3 separate regions of the Mus musculus genome follow, and regions 1 and 2 are each linked to region 3. A link is a contact called in public HiChIP or PLAC-seq data. All regions are on one chromosome and are shown on one strand. The core of a region is the stretch at or near the end of the contact, and the rest is flanking DNA. Distances in the headings are between cores, read along the strand shown.

What was found. HiChIP or PLAC-seq counts read pairs in DNA pulled down with a chosen protein or histone mark.
Region 1: a contact with region 3 is called in an H3K27ac HiChIP or PLAC-seq map of cardiomyocytes, with 4 times the contacts expected there. The contact joins the promoter of Zfp62 here to the promoter of Mapk9 in region 3. A contact is called at or near these places in 12 of 39 promoter capture datasets (the 3T3-L1 cell line, 3T3-L1-derived adipocytes, the C10 cell line and 8 more), 3 of 484 Hi-C or Micro-C datasets (CD4 T cells, the N1E-115 cell line and embryonic stem cells) and 7 of 115 datasets of contacts at active chromatin or transcription factors (the 230-238 cell line, astrocytes, bone marrow-derived macrophages and 3 more).
Region 2: a contact with region 3 is called in an H3K27ac HiChIP or PLAC-seq map of extraembryonic endoderm stem cells, with 5 times the contacts expected there. The contact joins the promoter of Mgat1 here to the promoter of Mapk9 in region 3. A contact is called at or near these places in 8 of 39 promoter capture datasets (the 3T3-L1 cell line, 3T3-L1-derived adipocytes, embryonic stem cells and 4 more), 5 of 484 Hi-C or Micro-C datasets (embryonic stem cells, myocytes and reprogramming fibroblasts), 4 of 115 datasets of contacts at active chromatin or transcription factors (astrocytes, embryonic stem cells, epiblast stem cells and 1 more) and 1 of 9 other capture datasets (adipose tissue).

Annotation. Positions count from the first base shown.
Region 1 is chr11:49,201,457-49,205,629 of GRCm38.p6, forward strand. It overlaps Zfp62 (zinc finger protein 62), which reads left to right and starts at 1,836. Exons shown (of 4, transcript NM_009562.3): 1 at 1,836-2,082.
Region 2 is chr11:49,249,166-49,253,113 of GRCm38.p6, forward strand. Mgat1 (mannoside acetylglucosaminyltransferase 1) reads left to right here and starts at 1,387. Exons shown (of 3, transcript NM_001110150.1): 1 at 1,387-1,490; 2 at 2,385-2,509.
Region 3 is chr11:49,844,297-49,848,296 of GRCm38.p6, forward strand. It overlaps Mapk9 (mitogen-activated protein kinase 9), which reads left to right and starts at 2,455. Exons shown (of 12, transcript NM_207692.2): 1 at 2,455-2,679. Gm36507 (a long non-coding RNA gene) reads right to left here and starts at 2,001. Exons shown (of 4, transcript XR_003949545.1): 1 at 1,919-2,001.

The DNA.
Region 1 (4,173 bases), core at 586-3,085, 640 kb before region 3:
TATTCTGTTTTTATTCTTTTTTTTTCTTAGCTTGGATATCCAGTGCCAATTTTACATTTATAATATATCTTAGTTCATACTAGCCATATTGCATGTGTTTATTAGCCACCAAATGTACATAGTAGCTATACAACAGGTAGACAGTCTTGGTAGCTGTTCCAAAGGACAAGTGCTAAAAAAAGGACTCTGTGTGTGTCTCTGTGTGTTTGTGTGTCCACGTGAATGTCTGTGTTTGTGTGTGTGTGTGTCTGTGTCTATGTGTCTGTCTGTGTCTATGTCTCTCTCTCTCTCTCTCTCTCTCTCTCTGTGTGTGTGTGTGTGTGTGTGTGTGTGTGTGTGTGAATACAAGGCCAAAAAAAAAATTGCCTGAATAACAAAAACCATGGTGGAAAATAAAAACATTGTCCACAATAAACGTTACCTAATCAAGATGATTTATTTAGGCTTTATGATCCTTTGCTATCCTTTACTAAATAAAAGTGTCCCAATCCAGATATAATTATTTTTATACTTAATTATCTAAAAGGAAAAACAAACAAACAAAAATCCAAAATCTTGGAATGTGAGCAGGCCAGCCTAATGTGATAGCCTTTAATTTAGACTATGGACTCTTCTAGAGGCCTCAAAGAAGTGCCCAAAGCTCTTCCCAGAGTTGTGCTATCCAGTAAGTGGGATCCTAGCACTCATGTGGCTATTTCAATGAAATGTAATTAGACACTTGGTCTTCAGTGGCACTGGTCACATTTGAAGCACTTGTAGCTGTGTCTCAGCTACTGTTTGGGTTGTAGAAGAATCCCCCAACAACCCCTAACTTGTCCATGTTCTTCTCCATAACTTGCTGCTTGCTGGCCTGACAAGGACCTAGGACCCTGCTCCATCTTGGGCTTCACTGTTTTCCTACTCTGCTGGACATTACCGCAGACTTTCCACTTGCCCTGACCACCTTAGAGATGCATAGACCTTAGTGCCCAAATGCAGTCGAGATACTACTACACTCAAATTGCCATTCCTTCTACATTTCCAAGTCATTAAGGTGAGTTAGGGCTTGCCTACAAAGATATAAAAAACAGGAGTAGACTGGTGCAGATTACAGGCTTTAAACTGGAGTTTTGTAGTTACGGGTGGGGGAGGGTGAGGGGGATTTTGTTAGAGGCAGAACGGGGAAGGTAGCTGTGATAGGTTATTTCTCTGCCACCACGGAAAGGAGCCAATTCAAGTTAGATTAGATTAAAGGCAGGTTTACGGAGAAGCTGCTCTCCTGTGGGCGAGTTCACTAGCTCCGAGGACTGAGGCCAGGAAAGTCCCCATGGGGGGGGGGGGGGTGCACTCAGATAAAGGAAGAGAAAAAGAGCAAGCAAGAGTGACCAAAACTTCTAGATTATATAGGGAGGAACCTCTGGGGGAAAGGGCAGCTCAGCCCCTGGGCTGGGAAGTTGAGATCAGGGTATGCCTGGTTGGGACAGATGCTGTTCCCAACATGGAGCCAGGTCTGCTTTGGTAAGTAAATATTCACCTCTGTCGCTTGTCCTCATTGGAAAACAAACACGAAGCTGCTGGTATCCGGGAGAGAGACAGTTACTTTTCTTCTGCAGTCTCCGAATAGCAGGCTTCCTGGAAATTTGAGCTTTGTTGAGGGTCTTGGCTTTGGGAGAGGAGGGTCTTTTAGAAATAAGGGGTATGGGACCCCCATATTCCGCTTTCTCCCAGGAGCCCAGCCCTCCCTCCTAAGACTCTCCCCAGCCTCGCTTGTTAACTATGAGCTCAGCTTCACAAGCAGGAAGTGAAGTATCTATTTTACCACACCACTTGATTATACCCGCCCCCAATGCACCCCGGAATTGCAATAAAAGTCCAAGACAACTAGAACCCCCTTCCTCTCCGGGCAGACCAGCCGGGATTAGGAGGCCAGCAGAGCACCCACAAACTGCGGGTCACGTGCGCGATCAGAGCCCGACCATCGAGTCAGTCCTCCAGCTTCCCAGAGCGGCCTCGGAAGTGCCCCTGCGGCTCGGGTCTTTCCGGCCAGGCAGTCCGCGCTTTTGTCCCGCCGGCGGCCGGGCTCCCGCGGTGCCGCCACAGCCAGTACGTGAGTCCCGGGCTGCCGACGCTCCCGCCTCTCCCCGGCCCGCCACGCCCTTCCCTTCTCTGCCCTCCGGTCCCGGGCGGGTCCTAGTGGGGGAGGGAGAGCGTGACTTTCCACACGCCCTGGGGAGCGTCCTCTAGGAGTGAAGGGGAAGGAAGAGCCCTGGTTCGGGCCCGGCGCGCGGGCAGGCTGCCATCGGAGCAGGCCCTGGGCCGAGGAAGGGCCAGAGTCCGCCCCGGTGTTCCTTGACTGTCATGGCCGTTTCGGGCTTAGAAAGAGGAGAATCCCGATTATTAGCGCCTAAAAATTTGCCCTGATTGCGGTTAAGTTTGTTTCTGAGACTTGGAGATGACCTGATTCGGTCACCTCTTCCCGTCATTTTGGTGGGGGAGAGGTGTTGAGAGACACTTGCGGCTCTGGAAGCAGACCGTTCTCCACTTCCTGGCCCTCTCCTAGGAGAAACTCATCTGTAGAGCAGTGGGTGCAACCGGAGGCCGCCATCTGCCCTACCCCACCCCCACCCCACCGCAAACTGAGAAAGTGTTGGCCTAGGGAAAAGCCAGCGAAGGCACTTGAACCCAAGTGATCGCTTGGGGAAGTCCTGGGGCAGCGGTGTGAAAGAAAGAAAGGTCAGGTGGAGAGAGCCGCGGCTAGTGTGTTATCTTAAGATGGTTAGTCTAGATGGCCAAGACCGTTTGTGTACGCCTGAAGCTTTTGTCTGTCTGGGGTGTGTGTGTGTGTGTGTGTGTGTGTGTGCGCTTTTGTCTGGGGTGTGTGTGTGTGTGTGTGTGTGTGTGTGTGTTTGAATACGTAATGCTCACGTGTCCAAGGCATTAAAATACAAAGATTTTTAAAAAACAAAAATTTAATGCAAAATATGAAAACAAGATTTTCTTTTACTGTTCTCAAAGGTTGTTCTGGGCCCTACCTTAAAAGGTAAACACTTTTGTTAAGATGTTGAGTAGACTTTAAGGACTTCTTCATTTAAATACTAGCAAATATATAAGTCGTTCCTCTTTTATTCAGACAGGTGGTAGCATAATAAGTCCTGCTTCTCTGTTTCTTTTACTGAATCTGTTTTACAGAACTCATACGGAAACGGGTGGGTTGTTTGTTTTACAAACATGTAGCAGATTGGCCATTTTAAAGGATGCTTTAGATAAATCTCTAGACTGCAGTTGATAATCTTTGAGTTGTTTCTAGTGTTTTTTGCCAAATGGTATTATGTGGAATGATTCTGTATTAGGATAAGGATTTTGAAATTAAGAGGGACTGAGGTTAATAAGGTATTTTTTGTTGTTTTGCATTCAGTTAAATGGGCTACACTAATTGCTTCAAGCTAATCTCTGAGTGGGCCCTTAGCTTCAGAAAAATCTCTCCACTGCCCTTCATGCTCTCTTGCTTCCCTTATTGCTGGAGTATCTAAAAGTATCTCTTTCACTACTATGAGAATATTTCATTATAAAAATCCCTCCTGTCCTTATTCCTAATTTTTAAATAATAGAAACAAATCTTGTTAACCATTTGCATATGCTTCTCATAAATTAAATGCAAAAAATGACCAAAGCACATATCGTCCTCTTTTCAGCATATCACTTAGACTCCATCCTCCATCCGCACGTTCTTCCACTGAGTGCTCTTGAGTTGCCTCTTTCATCCTCTCGTCACCAAATATGGCACCTAAGAGCTTAAGTTACAGAAGCCCTGTACCACACTTGACATATAGGATACTCCCTTATGGGAAACAGTTGAAATCTGGAAATTCAAAGTAGCTGCAGGTATATCACACCTGTTTCTTCTTGCAGCCCCACTGTAGGCGTCACTTCCCACTAAACCAAGAGTGCTCTCTTGTGAGTTGACTCAGCTTTTGAGAACTAACTCCTCGCTGTCCAGAACAGGTAGTAAAGTGAAGGTTCTTGATATCTGCTTGCACTTTTGTAGAACCTAGCAGTAGAATGTGAAAAAGTACAGAAATTGCCAGAAATGTGAGTCTTAAGTAATTTATGAGGGATAGAGACTTTCTCATGGTTGGCTTTTTCACTGATGTTACCACAGATGTTTTCACAGATGGTTAAGGTCATTCTGTCTAT
Region 2 (3,948 bases), core at 137-2,636, 600 kb before region 3:
ACAACTTTGTTTTACTTCCTCACCTGCCCACAAGGGCCCTTAAGGTACTCCCACTTTCTGCATAATTCCTGGTGTCTGGTACGAACAAGTTAGTGAGTAACACTCAGTAAGCACAGACCTAAAAGTCCCGGTTACCTTGGGGACTCTGGAACAGTAGTGATGAAGTCTGTAGGTAGGAGGGTCTGTCTGAGGTTGAGTATATCTAGTAATCAACTGGCAGTGCCTCTGCTCCCCTCATGGGTGAAAGATCCAAGGGTGGTTGGAGCCAAGGCTTATGCAGAGGGCCAGGCACAGCAGGATGTGGGAGCCAGTGGGGGCTGTGGTACCATGGTGAGTGGACAGTAGGGATTCCCAGACATCTCTGATTCCAAAATGGTCCTGTCAGTGAGATGTGGCTTACTGTGAGTTGCTAATAATGCACGGCTCAGATCTCAGAAATAGTTTGTGCTCCGGGGCCACTGCTGACATCTAAATCAGACCCTGAAACTCCTGGTTGTCATCTTTCCTCCCCCACTCAGGCTGCTTGAGGCTCTGATTGAGGTACTTACCAAGTACTCTGTTCAGTTGGGTCCTGATGAGTCTCCCTGCCCCTCCCATGTTTCTTTTGCTTTAAAAAAATACCAAGGAATACAGATCCAGGGGTTTCCTTCCCCCTCCCATTCATTTTTAGGGTTACTCCAAAAGCCTGTGATTGATTCTTTCCTTCCTCAGGACTTAGGTTCAGTGTACAGGCCTGACTTTGGTTTCCCCGCCCATAAAGGGGCACACACACACACACACACACACACACACACACACACACAAGACAGAACTGAAACGGCGGCAGGCTGGCTCTTACCCACCTTGGGCAGCAGGTGTTTCCTCCCTATCTTCCCTTTTGAAACCGAATACTTGTTGCTTGCACACCCTCACCCCTCTCTTGCTGTTTTTTTTTTTCAACTAATAGTCTGCAACTTCCCTCGCATAGAGGAATGGTTCCCAGGTTCTTAGAATTGAGGTTGGTGAACGCTCTTCTTGCTGAGGAAACGCTTCTAACACCACCAAGTGCTGCACCCCTCAAAGTCGGTGAATCTCTAGATTCACTGGGCTGGACAAGGGACACTCTTGGGAAAAGTCTTTACTGGACAAGGCTCAGGGTGTGAGTGGGGTTGGCATCTACACAGGAGCTGCAACTGAGAGGGAAAGGGCCTCAAACAAACATCTCTGCTACCACTGCCTTTCGAAGTTGGGGGACTTGGGAAGACCCGTTGTTTAGATCTTGACCGGTGATCAGGAAGTCAGCAGTAGAGGAAGGCCCTGGAAGGAGGGGCCAGCGCGGACTCGCCCGTGGCAGGGCGGGGACCAACAGAGGGGCCTAGGGGCTGGGGAGCGCCGCCCCGCCCTCCCGGGGAAGGACCACATTGCCGGCTAGCAGGAAGGCCAACCAGACCGGACGAGGCCGCTCCAGCGCTGGGTGTTGCCGGTCCGGGGCGAGCCTGGTTCCAGGCGGGGTGAGTTGAGAGGATCCGGTGAGCTGGGCCGGGGGACGCCAGCGTCCTCAGTCCTGGGGCTTGTCCCAGGAGGACAAGGACCCCGGAGGAGAGAGGCCGCGCAGCCAGGGGAGTCGGGTCTGAGTCCCGAGTGTGCTCCAAAGCCAGGGCGGTGAGAGTGGCGGGCCCGCCCGGGGCCGCGCAGCGCGCAGTCTCCCCCACGCGGGGAAGTGGGAACTTAACGCACAGCTACAGGATTCCTGGCCTTCAGCTGCTAGAGGGAGGGTGGCTTCTCCAGGAGGAGCTGTTGTGAAACTCGGCAGGAGGGCACCTTGGGTGCGGGGCAGGGCAGGGCAGGGCAGGGGAGAGATGGGGTCGCCCTGAAGAAGTGGGAGACTGGAGTGGAAAGTGGACTTTATGCAAGCCTCACCCCAGCGTCCAGGCTTCATAAGTTACTAGGGCTGGCTTTTGCTCAGCCACAAGGAAAATTTGACTCAATGTTGAAATATGTGATTTGGCAAGAAAACTTTTTTTCCTAGCCTCCTTTCTAGTATGTTTGGAACAGGGGGCTCCCAAGAGGTGCAGAGCCCCCCCATTGTTCAAAATGTGGTTCAGAGGGACTGTGGCCCACCCATTCGAGTCTCCATGGAAGAGTGGCCTTCTGGTGAAGCTTCTTTTTCTTTAACCTTGGCTACTGTAAGGCTCTCGTGCTTGAGAATATTGCTGGCCAGCTTGATTGCCTGTCATTAGTACTATTTAGACTAGAGCGTCCTTGATTCTGGGGTCTTCCCGTTTCCAGTCACTAGTCCTTGACTTTTTAGCATGGAGATCACCAGTAATGGCAACATTACATCCCACTTCTGTTTCTCAGAAGGCTGTATTACAGTGTGTTCAAACTCCATGTCATTGCAACAGGTTAAACTCACTTTCTGCTTCGGACGTCAAGGTATTGCCATTCTAATCCAGACATCAAGGGCGGTGGAGAAGACAAAAGTCGGTTGTCTGTTTACAGAAGAGGAACTGAGGCAGTGGTTCTTCAGGTAACGGCTTCAGGGCTGTCTGTCTGGTGCCAGGCTATAGCAGCATTGTGTTTCCCTTTGACCTGTTCCCAGGTGAATAGCCTGTATCCCTCCTAGGTCTTACCCTCTATACTCTTGAATTATTTAGCATATCTACTCGGACTTCTTTTCAGTTCTTCTTCCCCTCTGAAATTATGGAGCCTGGTACATCATACAGAGTCTAACAAGAAAGTAATTCACTTAGAGAGCCGTTATCTGTGATGGACACTATGTGCTCTGTACTTGTTTAAGCTGTGCTTGCTATCATACTGGCAAAGCAGAAACAGGAGGGACAGTTCATCAACGGTTCTTCCATTTCGAGACTTAGTTGTAAGGCTAGAGTAATGGTTGCTCTACTGCTCCTGGCTGGAAGTTGACTATTTGCTGTTTGCTTGTTGCCTAAGAAACAGCCTCTGACAGAGAGGGGCAAGCATGGAATCCAGAGTGTTAGAAGCTAGATGTGCTAGTGCACGCTTGTAATATCAGAACTCTGCAGGCTGAGGCAGGAGGAGCATCAGGTGTAGTAGGCAAGCTTGCACTATGTGCACCGTCTTAGAAAGGAGCCTGCTCTTATGCGCTCCTTCAGATTAGAATGTGAGAAGGCCCCAGAGGGACTGGCAAGACTTGCCAGAGCCACCTGGCAGCTGGCAGAACCTTCAGTATGCCGAGACTCAGGTCTCACCCCACCATGGTGCAAATGTTGTTGTGCGTGGTGGTGTGGGTTCACCTGCTAGTTTCCTCAAAGGAGTCCTAAAAACACTGGAACCATGAAAGCAAGTTTTAAACTGAGTGTGCATATTACAGGCAAATCTCATAACTGATATATTAAAAACTCAGTTCAGGGTTGATGGATATTTTATTTTGTTATTTGTTTGCTTGCTCTTGTTGTATGTTATGTTTTGTTTTGGTGTATGTATGTATGTATGTATGTATGTATATATGTATGTATTTGAGACAGGGTTTTTCTATGTAACCTTGGCTGTCCTGGAGTTTGCTCTGTAGACCAGGCTGGCCTTAAACTCAACAGAGATCTGCCTGCCTCTGTCTCTGGAGTATGTGATCAAACGCATGTACCACCATGCCCCGCCTAGGGTATTCTATTTTTAAAAGGAAAATATGGCAAAAGAGTTTTCAAGAGGCTTTGTTCATAAGTGCTGTTGCAGTTTAACTTTGTCCTCTTCTCACACACTGGTAGGGTTTTCCATTTTCATTTCTCTTTTTAAAAAATATTTGTGCATATACATGTTTTGCCTGCATGTATGTTTGTGCAGCACTTGCATGCCTGTTTTTTTCAAAGGCCTAAAGAGGCCCTTTGAATTGGAGTTACTGAGAGTTCAGAGCTGCCATCTAGGTCTGGGAGTGGAACCTGGGTCCTATAGAAGAGCAGCCAGTGCTTTTAACAGCTGAGCCGGCTCTCCACC
Region 3 (4,000 bases), core at 1,205-3,704:
GTCTAAATAAGGCAGAGCAATAAACAAGGCGGCCTATGTGCCCATCAGCCCATGGTCACCAACGCCACTCTGTCCCCAAAGGCCGCATCACTCCAATCTCCTTACCTACCACTCCTGCCAGTACAGGTGGCTGTGGTTCTGTGGACACAGCACACATGCCCCTCCCCGTTCTGAGTCCCTCCTCCTTCTGAGCACTTGGCCCAAATGTGTTTCAAAGTCTCAGACCCAGCCCTTTGCTTTGTTTTCCAGCCTCGGTAAGAACTTCCTTCTGCCAAAAGTTCTTCCACTGTTCCTCCCAGCCCGGCCACTGTGACCAGGCGTCAGTGTCCATGTATGGAGCCCACGACACAACACACTGTTGGCGGGATCTTTGCACTTAGAGGCTTCGCCCAGGATTCTGTGCACTCATTCAAAGCACGGACTCCCGCCATTCCACCCCACCCTGTCATTTCACCTCAGTATGTTCACCATTATTTTGAAAAAAAAAAGAACAAAGAGCAGCGTCTGTAGAAAAAAACAGAATCTGAATGGGAAACTTACTGGGTAAACATACCCATGATGATTTGTGGTTACTTACTTTGCATTGAGTTGGCTATAACACCAGTCTTGGATGTCTAGGGATTCTAATCTGAGGGGAAGCACTCATTAGTGTTCTTCAGGGAAACTGCAACAATGGTAGCCAGGCTGTGCTGGTTTTTAATAATGCCAACTGCTGGCTCTGTTTTCTTTGGAGCTTCTAAAGCAGTGACGGGAAGAGCCGAGGTGAGGACAGGTGTGGACAGAAGCTCACAAAAAGAACCTTTCTCAAAGCAGCACACTCAGGAACTAGGAGAATTTTGAGCAGGAATAAACCATACTCCCCCTGGTGGCCAGCATGGGGGTGGCCAAAGGAGGACTCTGCTAGTTGGGCTTGGTCAACTCGATTTAGTCCTATCTGGGAAGAGAGACTTTTAACTGAGACAATGCCTCCCTAAGATTGGTCTGTAATAAAGTTTGTGGGGACATTTTCTTCACAAATGATTGATGTGGGAGGGCCTAGCACACTGGAGGCAGTTCCATCCCTGACCTAGTGAGCTGCGTTCCCCCACTTCCTCTGCTTTGGTTCCTGCCTTGAGTTTCCTACTTCCTTTAACGATGGAGTGTGACCTCAGAGTTCTAATCCAAAATAAACCCTCTCCTCCCCGAAGTGCTTTCTGGTCATTGTGCCTTGTCACACCAATATAAAAGCAGAATAGGACAGAGACACTGTGATTGTCTGGATCCCCTTCTCGACCCTACTGCTCCTCTGAGCCTCCACCACCCTAGTTCAGTGCTTGAAACCAGAGTCACAGCTCTCTTCAAATTCTGCGGAGATTCATGGGGCCTCCTAGTCTCTTGATCTTCCTATACGCAGAGTCCTTCTCCCTGGCTCCTCCTTGGCATCTTGTGACTACAGCTCTACCACCATAGACACCACTTGTCAACTACTGTCTCCATTTTTCCAATCCCTTATTGACCAGTCCTCAGCCTAACCTGTTCGTAGCTTCCCTCAGTGTGTTCAACGTCCCTGTCTCACTTGCAGCCTCTCTATCAAAACACAGAGTAGTCAGAATCCCAAATTCTGAGTTTTCCAAACATCTGATTCACCTCAGACCTTCTGGAACCTACTTGAGAGCCAGAGGTCTGCAGAAGCGTCAACAAAAGCAGCAGTGTTAAAGACCCACTGTCTAGAAGCCCTTCAGCACTGGACGGACACCCTCCTCACCCCTCTACACCAAAGCAGAAACTTGTCTCTTATAAGAGGCCTCTTTAGGCTATACCCGTCACTGACTCATCAGGGTCATGGTCACCGTCTCCCCAACCCCCACCTTCTGGACATCTGGCCGCACCCCTGTTATGATCCCATTCAGTGTGGCATCTGCCTTAGTGAAAAACAAACCCCAAGGCCCCGCGGCTTGTCCTGGTTCTTCCTCCGGGGCCGTTGTACTCCAGGTTCCCAGGCTTCAAGTCCTTGATCATGCCCAGAACTCTTGTCTAACCCGGCTGTCTTTAGTCCTTTTCCAAGTCGCCTCTCCATTTGCACCTGCTACAACCGAGGCCTGACAATGGCTCCTACACTGTAGTCGCAAAGTCACGCCTCGCCCCTCCCCGGCTCTGGCTCCCCTTGGCCCACCCTCTCCGGCGCATGCGGGTCTCCTGGCCCTGGAGGGCGGGCTCAGGAGACGGTCCTAGCTTGACCTGGATCCCTAACTCTGTGCACACTGGCGGACGCTCTTCCAGCAAGCAGACGGTCAGACGGCGAGCCGCCTAGGGGGCGCCACTCTGCACTAGGGCATCCAGAGCGCGCCACTGGCCCCGCCCACACCCAGCCTCCAGCCACGCCCGTACTGCCCAGCCTTGCCCACCCCCAGTCTCAATTGGTCCCGCCTGTCTGGATATCCTAGTTCTGATTGGCTGGCCTAAGAATCCGTCAGACTGAGCGCCGCGGCGGCGGCGGCGGCGGTGGCAGCAGCGGAGCAGAAGGGAACCGGACCGGAAGGGTCGCAGCGCCCCGCGCCCCTCACACCCACTGCGACGGCGACGGGGCGGAGCAGAGCGGGGCGGGGCGACCGGGTCCAGGTCGTGGAGCTGGGTGCCGCCAGAACGCATCGCCGCCAGCGTGCCCTCCCTCTGCCTCCGGCGCGGCGGCGCGGAGCCGAGGTGAGCCGGGCGGGCGGCTAGGCCTGGCGGGGCTGCTCGGGCCACGCAGGGCCTGGGGTGCGGGGCTCAGGGGGTGGACTGCTCGGTACTGCCCGGCTATCCACGGTTCCGCGGTCGTTCTCTCCCGCCTGGTGTGTGCAGCCCCAGGGCTGCAGGCCGGCTGTCTGGCCGGGCCCCAGCAGACCTGCCCGCAGGGATCTGTGGGCGCCTTTCCTCCAGCTGTGAGGCACGTCGCTGCACCCCGCTGCATGCCCTGGAGCCTGAGCTCTGGTCCCCGCGACCTTGGCGGTGACTGCGACCCTCACTGGCCCTCTGCTTTCCCCTCGGGAGTAATGGTAGAATGTCTAGGGTTTGGTCGGGGTTGTTAACGGGCAGTGTAACTGTCTCAAAGCGTTAGGGCAGAGAAGCCTAAGGCGCACATTTGAGAGCATCTGAGTGGGTAAATAAATGCTCCCTTGCTGATGTGAGTGTCGTAGGAACTCCCCCTCATCCGCTTAGAGTCCTCCCCCACTTCTGCCCCCCCTCCCGAGCCTTGTCATTCATCTTCAGTGCCCAGCAAAGCCAGAGTGGGCCCTGCCCACCTCCTCCGCCACTCCTTCCCCTCTTAACAGAAGCAGATCTCTGCTCTCCTATCCTAAGCTCACCTGCCTTGGGCATGCCAAAATCATTTATTTACCTCAGGACCTTTGCACTTCGATTTCTCTATGTTCAGAGTTGTCTATAAGATTTTTACCCAGCTGTCTTCTCTCACATCGCTTCCTCCTGTGGTTCAGTGTCTTGTTATAGGCGAGGCCTACCTAGCTTGACCACCCTTTTCCCTCGCTTAGTCATTCTCGCTCATCAGTTTCTTTAATTTTCCATCCAGTACCTACTCTGGATTGATGCTATCTGATTTATTGCCCCGTCCTTTTTGTATAGCATGGTGAGTACAGGTAGTTGTTTCATCTGTAAAGTCAGATCAGTGAATGAACAGTAAGACCATCCCTGCCTATTATTATCTCTGCTTTGTCCATTTTGTTGGTGACTTTAACTTGTGAAACTTGTAAGCAAACAGACGCTGATTCTCACTTTGTGAAATATTTTCATGTTTTTAATCTCTTTCTAGTAGCTGTCAGAACAATTTGTGATAAAAAAAATACGTTTTGGTAAGAGTTTTGCTCTGGCTTCCTTCCACACATTCAGGAGTTATCTACTGGATTCTGTATTATCTAGGTCATGCTTTCTGCTGGGCTCTGGGGACACAAAGGAGATAGCAACAGGGTACCGTCCCCCAGAGAGTCCAGGAGCCCCATAGAGCAGACTGGCATGCACACAGTTCTAG